3 separate regions of the Mus musculus genome follow, and all the other regions are linked to region 3. A link is a contact called in public HiChIP or PLAC-seq and Micro-C data. All regions are on one chromosome and are shown on one strand. Each heading gives the region's core, a stretch centred on a gene start, on an enhancer-like site or on the middle of the called end of the contact. The rest is flanking DNA. Distances are from core to core; before and after follow the strand shown. Region 1 holds the start of Mpp5 (membrane protein, palmitoylated 5 (MAGUK p55 subfamily member 5)). Region 2 overlaps Gm46359 (a long non-coding RNA gene). Region 3 holds the start of Fut8 (fucosyltransferase 8).

Evidence for each region. A called contact is a pair of places that touch in the nucleus more often than the background predicts. HiChIP or PLAC-seq counts read pairs in DNA pulled down with a chosen protein or histone mark.
Region 1: a contact with region 3 is called in a Micro-C map of embryonic stem cells, with 11 times the contacts expected there. The contact joins the promoter of Mpp5 here to the promoter of Fut8 in region 3. A contact is called at or near these places in 2 of 484 Hi-C or Micro-C datasets (both in embryonic stem cells) and 2 of 115 datasets of contacts at active chromatin or transcription factors (astrocytes and epiblast stem cells).
Region 2: a contact with region 3 is called in an H3K4me3 HiChIP or PLAC-seq map of pro-B cells, with 8 times the contacts expected there. The contact joins the enhancer-like site here to the promoter of Fut8 in region 3. A contact is called at or near these places in 1 of 39 promoter capture datasets (hippocampal neurons) and 3 of 115 datasets of contacts at active chromatin or transcription factors (astrocytes, large pre-B cells and pro-B cells).

Annotation. Positions count from the first base shown.
Region 1 is chr12:78,747,529-78,750,228 of GRCm38.p6, reverse strand. Mpp5 (membrane protein, palmitoylated 5 (MAGUK p55 subfamily member 5)) reads right to left here and starts at 1,282. Exons shown (of 15, transcript NM_019579.3): 1 at 1,123-1,282.
Region 2 is chr12:78,922,543-78,925,242 of GRCm38.p6, reverse strand. The region is part of intron 2 of Gm46359 (a long non-coding RNA gene); the gene reads right to left. Among named protein-coding and RNA genes, the nearest start is that of Gm46360, 5.0 kb to the left of the region's middle. Within about 2 kb of position 1,317, at least 35 of the 459 cell types and tissues checked have an H3K27ac peak or open chromatin away from gene starts, as enhancers often do. A contact at or near this core is called in pro-B cells, where this site is marked.
Region 3 is chr12:77,236,671-77,239,370 of GRCm38.p6, reverse strand. Fut8 (fucosyltransferase 8) reads right to left here and starts at 1,267. Exons shown (of 12, transcript NM_016893.5): 1 at 1,172-1,267. 9530018F02Rik (a long non-coding RNA gene) reads left to right here and starts at 145. Exons shown (of 1, transcript XR_003950200.1): 1 at 145-2,700.

The DNA of each region.
Region 1 (2,700 bases), core at 33-2,532, 1.5 Mb before region 3:
ATGTAAGCCTGCTATTACAGTTTAGAATGATCTTTAAAACAAGAAATCGTGTCCACAGAAATACTATAGAAACAGCTCGTCAAGAAAGGATAGTGTTCATTCCCACCAATACCTATACTTCAAAGACACCAGCACACCACATAATTTGTTACTGTTGCAAAAGTTAACAAGTTATTAATTTCTGGCATAATTTAAAAGGATAATTAGAATAGTATCATTAAAACATTACAGTGCCTTATTAAAACCAGAAATACCTTCCACCTTATCCGCTAAATCAAAACTTTAGAATTCTTGCTACACTGGCTTTCAGAATTTAAACTCTTGAAACTCTAAATTAGACACAACACACTAAGTAAAAACCCTCGTAGGTGCTGCATTCATTTTAGAGTAAAGTGTCATGGAAAACTTTTCGGCCGAATCTAAATTCCACACACATTACTGTGTGTCAGTCAGCTGGACAGAAGGAGAGAGCTATCCTTAGTCAGTTACGTAATTTACAATAAGGATCGTTCCGAGCGGCATTCATTGAAAGTAGCTCTACCAAGCATTTACAGGCTTCAAAGTTCACCGGACAATCTCCGTCTAAGTTCTGAGAACGCACTACTCTTTAGCAGTGGTCACAAGGAAGCAGGAACTGTTTATCCGCAGAACGCAATGAGTAGCAGAACACCAGGGGCTGACTCAGGCACCGGAACGCTGGCTGCATTCCGTCTTCCACGGGAAAGTGTTTCCCAGGCTGGTTCCCCGATCCGGCCAGGGGTGGGGTGAGGGAAGAGTCCCAGAGACTCGCGAACTCCGGGCCTGGGCGCAGCGAGACGACTCCCTGCCGTGCCCCCGGCAAGTCCGGCGGGGTGGCCCGCCACCGCGCCAAGGTGCGTCCCCCCCACCCCCACCCCCCGGCCCAGGGAACCAACCGGCATCGCGCGGGGAGCGTCCCTCCGAGGGACAAAGGTTGGGCTGCCACCGCGGCGCCCGGCTCAGCCTGGGGCTCTCCCCAGGGAACCCTGGCGGTGCGGCGGGTCTGGGAGGGGGTGCGAGCCCCGCCGCCCCTCCCCCGCCGCGCTCCCGGGAACCTGTTGATTAAGATCGCCACAGCCCGGGCGCTGCGGGTCCGCCCCTTACCTCCAAGCCCCGGCGGCCGCCGATCCTCTCTCCCTCCCTCGCTCCTCAACGCAGCCCAAGCAACAGCCCTCCGTCTGGCGGCCCTCAAAACACTGGATAAAGAATCCAGAAACTCCCGATTCCTCCCACCTCGGAGTCTCCAGTCCCCGCCCCCTCCTCACCGCCAGCCTCCTCCGTCGCCGCCGTCGCCAGCAACTCCTCCTCGAGGCCGCGCGAGACCGGCCCCCGCGGCTGACGCGAGACCGCGCACGCGCCCCTGGGACGCTGGCGCAGCGGGCGCGCCTATCCCAGGCCGTTCCTGGCGCGGCCCGCCCACGGCCCGGAGAGAGGCTGGAACGGATCGTCCAATCCTGAGCGCGCGTGGGGAGAGGGCCCGCTGATTGGTCCGCTCTTCCCCCCCCCCGCCTCCCGGGGGCTCGGCCGCGCGCACTCACCCGCCTCGAACTGCGAAGCGTTCGTTCTAACCGCTGAGTCGCTTCGCTGCCTCAGCCCACCTCCTCGCCTCTGTGTGGGGTCGCCGTGCTTCCCTGAGACGGACTCGGAAGCCGCTAAGGCTCGACGGGGCCTGGGAAGCGGTCATCTCCTGAGAAAAATCCGATTCCCTTGGAAGAGACCCCTGTTGTCCTGTCAGGCACATCAAAAATGCTAATGCTCAAAACAACCGTGACGCCAACACCTGGTTGTGTATAAAGTTCCACACAATTCCCTGATTCCACAGACGACTCCTTTCTGAAAACCAGGAAGGATGTCAAAGGCCACAGTTGTCACAGAATTCTCCGGAGAGGATTGGGAGTTACTTAGGCTAGTCCCAGCGCGAGTCCATGCTGTCAGGACACACCTATGCCACCATCTGGGAAGGGTGGGCACGGAAAGTGCTATGAAAGTGTGCGCGAGGAACTGGATTTGGAGCAAACAGAAATATGTTCTATGTAGAAACCTCTTCTGCTGGACCTAAATCCATTGCTTCAGCCTGTTGAGTTTTCTCAGGGGCACATGTCGTAGACAACTGTCCCTCTGTGCCTTCGTATATGCAATTAATCATGTCTTTATTTCCTCCCACCGTGGTTTTTAAGCACCATTCCCAATATACCCAGGCTCCTACCTACCTTTTTCCTCTTATGGGTTGTTAGTGTCCCCAAGGAATACTATGCCCTCTGAAGTAAGCACAACTTTTTTTGGGGGGTGGGGGGAGGGCGAAATCCTTCTCTTCCTGGATCATCAAATTCAAATCTTACTGACATTTTATTAAGTACTTAACGTTGTTTATTGGTGTTAGTAAGGCAGAGCCAAGGACAGGACTTTTTTACATACCACTAAAGACCTCTTTCCTTCTGTCAAACATACCTCAGTGGACTTTGAGTACAGACGGACAACTTCCAAATATATGTAACTGAACTGTCTGCTTAGTTCATCTTCACAAAGAAGTGAGAATTTGTGAACTGCAAGTGGACTGTCTCCAGAATTCCTAGACACTGTTAGCCACACACAAAAGGTTAGTGAGTGTTGACATTCCTTTCTACCTTTTTTTTTTTTAATGCATAAGACATTAGGTAACAAGTACTCTAGTTCCTTTTTTAA
Region 2 (2,700 bases), core at 68-2,567, 1.7 Mb before region 3:
CCCCCTCCCAAAAAATTGTTTCACTTAAATGGATTTTGCTTTGCTTTCAAACAGGATCTTGAGCAGTGCAGGGCTGGCTCGAACTCTTGATCCTTCTGTCTCCATGTCTTGACTGCTGGGATTATAGACATATACTACTATGCTTGGCTAGAATTGATATCTGCTTTCTTTTCTTTGAGACAGAGTCTCATGTATTGCTGCCTGTCTTTCTTACTATGTAGCCAAGTCTGGTCTTTAACTCCTGATCACCCTGCTTCTACACACCAAGGACTAAGATAACAGTCACACACCACCACACTGAACCTTAAATTGCTTTTTTCCAGGGGTTGTTTCGTTGACACAATACCTCATTATGGAGACCAAGTTAGTCTCAAACTCATAGAGATCTATATCCCTCTGCCTCCCAAGTGCTGGGATTAAAGATATGCTGCACCAGACTGGCCTTAAATTGATTTTTTTTAACAACATAAAAAGTTAATTAAAACAGGAGAATGAAGAGTTGTAGGCTAGCCTGGGATGTGTAGTGAAACTGAAACAGGAGAATGAAGAGTTGTAGGCTAGCCTGGGATGTGTAGTGAAGAGTTGTAGGCTAGCCTGGGATGTGTAGTGAAACTGAAACAGGAGAATGAAGAGTTGTAGGCTAGCCTGGGATGTGTAGGCTAGCCTGGGATGTGTAGGCTAGCCTGGGATGTGTAGGCTAGCCTGGGGTGTGTAGTGAAACTGTCTCAAAAGCAGACGGTTGGGCATGAAACTGGGAGATGGTTCAGAAACCCTGGTGTCCCAACTTTAATTCTAGCCTCAGAATTGAGAGGCAGGCTCCCCCCAGAACATGCTAGCTAGCAAGATTAGTCATATTGGAAAAGAATAAAATGGAGAAATAATTGAAGATGATCCCCATATCAACATTGTACCTCCAAATGCATCACACACACACTCACACACACCTACACACACACTCACACACACTTGTACAAACACTCACACTCATACCTATACACACACTCACACACATCTATATACACACACACCTATACACATACACACACCTACACACACATACACACACACACACACACTCACGGTGGGGGCAGAAGAGATGTTTAGATTTCAAGATTCACAGTGAGGCTGCTCATTTCTCTATTTGTGTGTGTGAACTCTTGATTCTTATCAAAAAGGATCAGGATTCTGGTTTTGGGTTTTTTTTTTTTTTTTTTTTTTTTTTTTTGTAAGCTTGGGGCAGTTCTTCAGTTATTTTGGGCAGAGAGCTTTATTTGCTCCATGAGTCTCTCCCCATCTGTGGCTTTCACTTCCCTGTTTGCTTTATTGCATTTGGTGGCACAAACGGCTTTTAAGAACAGATTTAGATCCATCCCTCCTGTCTCTGATGTCTGTTGCAGGGATAGTTAGAATGTTTTCTCTGGTCACAGCTGAAAGTTTCCATTTCCATTTCTCTCTGTGTCTTTTTATGACCCATTTGGAGTATACCGTGATGCACGATATGAAAAATATGGGTGGAAGCTGATCCTAAGCTGTGCTGACATCCCACAGTTTTCCCGCAGAGTGGCTCTTTCTTGTAGTGTTCTGTGGATGCTTCTTCACCATCGGCCAAGTCTTTAAATAATGTTTCTGTCTTAACATAGTCTACGCTGGTTCCTAACTTTTCTCTGTTTTTGCATCAAGGCCTCACTGTGTTTTGGTGGCTGGCCTCAAACTCACAACTCCATCTGTCTCTGCCTCCCAAGCGCTGGGATTAAGGTATGTGTCCCTACACGTGACTATCTTTTCTTATTTTTGTCCTGATATGTTTTGAGCTGGTCATGGTGGCACATGCCTGTGATCCGGCACCGACAAGCCTGATGAGGGGGACTATAAATTCCTGCCAAGATGGGTTAAATTGTGAGGCCCTGTCTCAAGCAAACAACAACAACTTTTTAAAAACTTTGCCTGGGCTGGAGAGATGGCTCAGAGGTTAAGAGCACTGACTGTTCTTCCTGAGTTCAAATCCCAACAACCACATGGTGGCTCACAACCATCCATAATGAGATCTGATGCCCTCTTCTGGGGTGTCTGAAGATAGCTACAGTGTATTTATATATAATAAGTAAATAAACCAACCTTAAAAACAAAACAAAACAAAACAAAACTTTGCCCATTCAGATTCCAAATGAATTTTAATAATTATATATGTTATATAATACATCCCATTTTGTCTTTTTCCTCCCCATTTTAGTCTTATTATTCAACTTCACAATCAGAATTAAAGGAGCTGGAGAGGTGACTCAGTAATTTAAAGCAGGGACTACTCTCACACAGGAATACAGTTTGATTCCCAGTACTTATGCCAGGTGGCTCACAACTACCGGCAACTCTTAGATACAGGGAACCCCATGTCTGTGGCCTCAAGGGCACCTGTACTCATGTGCACATGGTCACACATACACATAATTTTTTTAAAAGATTTTTAAAAATCAGAAACACTGTTGGTGGTGGCACAGGATCCCAGCACTCAGGTGGCAGAGGCAAGTGGATCTCTGTGAGTTTGAGGCCAGCCTGGCCTACAGAAATAGTTCTAGACCAACCTGGCCTACAGAGATAGTTCTAGGACAGCCAGGGCTACACACACACACACACACACACACACACACACACACAAAAGTCTGTCTCAAAAACAAAACAAAACAAAAAATCAGAATGAAAATC
Region 3 (2,700 bases), core at 18-2,517:
GGCCCGGTATCGGCGGGAGGACGAAGGAGCGCCCCGAGCCCAGGCTCCACAGAGCCCGCGCCCGCCCCGTCCTGGAGTCCGCGGCGCGCGGGGCCCGGCTCCCTAACGCCCCCTTACCCGAGGCGGGAGCGAGGCGGTCGGCGCCGTCCCCCGTCGCCGCCGCCGCTGCCTCCAGCTGCAGCTGGCCGCGGCGGGAGAGTGGGAGGGGTGCTGGGGTGGAGGATGCTACTCCCGACTGAAGGGAGAGGAAGAAACGGAAACAGGAACCGCGGCCGCCGCTTAACGGAGCCTTCGGCGCCACTGACTGAGGGAAAGCGCAAGGCGGCGCGAGCCAGGCAGCGGCTGACAGCGCGAGACCGAGCGCGAGCCGGGTCCAGGACGCGCGACCCCGAGCAGCGCCGGCCCCATTCCGTGAGGAAAGGGAGGGACGGGTTGGCTGGGAGCCGGGGAGGGGGCGGCGGGGGCCTGGAGCCCAGAGAACCCGGCCACTCGGGTCGGCCCGAGACCACGCGCGCACGCGCCGGAGTGGCTCCGACCGGGAGCGCAGGCGGGGAAGCCGCCGGCCGGCGCGAGCGAGGGAGCGAGCGAGCGAGCGTGCGCGCGCGGAGAGGGGCGCGCGCCCCTCGGCGTCCCAGCCTGCTGGGGGAGGGCGCGCATGCGCCGGCCGCGGCCTCCTCCAGCGACCCTGGCATGTGCACAGGCTCCGCCCCGTCCCCTTCCTCTCTGTGCGGGTGGACAGCGGAGCTGCAGCATCCACCGGGCCACGGCGGGACCCGAGTTCCAGCCGGACAGCGGCCGCGCGCGGGCTCCGGCTTTGGTCTCTACAGGCGAAGGCCGCCTGAGGGTCGGAGGCTGAGGGGAGCAGCGCTCCCCACGCCCTGGCCGGCCTGGCCCACCACCCAGAGGCGCACCCCGCTGGGGCTCAATAGGGCTCTGTACTAGTTTCGGGGTACTCTCTGCTGCTCATCCGCTGAGGCACCAGCACACAGTGCCACCTCGGCTCCGGGCGGTCCGGCTACCCTGCGGGCTCTGTCTTCATCTGAAGAGAAAGAACCCCGCAGAGCCCGAGTTCGAAGCCCGGCCGTTCGCAGCCGCTGCTGCCTCAGCCCTTCGGAGGCGGAAGTTTATTGAGTACAGGAGAGGAGAGGCTTTTCCCTAGGATGCTTCCTACCCGCTCGCACTCGGGGATCCTGACGCCCGCGATGCTGAGCCGAGTGCCGAAGGGCTACCTCCGACAGACCGTCCGGGAGGGCGAGCTGGGCGGGAGGACCCAGCCGCGCAGCCAGGGCACACAAAGTAGTCGCGGGCCGAAGGGGTGCTGCCGGGGCCAATCAGAGCGGGAAAACCAGTGAGTGGAGTGCGAACTGGCCAATCAGAGGGCCGGAAGATGAGCTTCCCGTGCCGAACTCTTCCCTGTAGCCTGGGGACCAGATCCCAAGCCTGAGGACTCAGCCGGGTGACTGAGTAGAAAAGCTGCCCTCAAGACAATTATTCCTCCCAGCACAGATAAATACTAGTAAATACTTTGGAAACGTATCTCTGAGTAAACAGGGCCACCCTTTTATATGCTAGTAATCAAAAAAACACAGAAAAGACATTAAAGAGGTCGTAGCCTGCCAAGAATGCAACCTACCTAATAACTCTCATAAATTCCCAATGTTTATTCTATATCAGGAACTGTGTTTCTAAAATGCAAAGGACAGTGCTTTTTAAAAAGGAAAAAAAAAAAAATGCCTGTGCCTTCAGGAGCTCCGCACCCTGAGAAGCTTTTCCGGACCTGTGACTGGGTTAATGTCTCTTCGAAATAAAGCTCTCTGAGAAAACACCGTGGCTTATTGAAGGTCACACAAAACTCTGGTGAAGTCAGAATTATGATCTAGCCAAAAAGCTTGGGTGTCATCATTCAACAAATCTGTAGTCATTTATTAAATGCGTAGATAACTTCCGTGAGACTCTCAGTTCTCTGTTGCAAATAAGCAAAATTTAGGCTTATACTGTACTTAGATGGATTAAGGGCTAAAATTTCAACAGTCAAAACCCTGAATTATTTTTCCTTTTGTGTGAGTATGTGCATGCTAAGGGTGTGTTTTCTCCTGGGCTACACCCACAGCCTGGAACATTTTTAGGAGTCAGAGGTAAAATGTTTACTTTGAGGCTTCAGCACAGCATTTAAAAAGCACTTTAACAAGGATGTATGGCTTGAATGTATTCAAGGGAAAAAGAGGAACCATTTCTAGTTAATTAACACACGCTACCATTTGCAGTACTTGAAGATCTCTACATTCAAAGTTTTATGTGTGCCTCGAACTCTCTGCTCCTTTAATCTGGCTTTAATTATCTCCTAGGAAATATTAAAACTATAGGAATCAAAGCATCCCACCTACTTTCTATTTAAGAAAAAGCCACTAGAAATATTTGTGAAGAACTTAGTACATCTTTATAGAACAGCATAGTATATAAGAAAGCGCCAAACTGATGACTCTGAAATACAGTGAGAAAGTAGTTCTTCAGCAGTTCAGGTCTCTGCTCAGTGTCACAGTACGCTGCTCTCAAAGATCCTTCAGGCCATGCTCAGGATATAGTTACCATCCCAGAATTAGAAGTATCAGCTAAGCAACTGATATGTGGGAACAAATCTTTTCACATTCAGTTCTAGACCAGTAATGAATTTCTGGAAAATTCAAACAAGAAGTAATACTA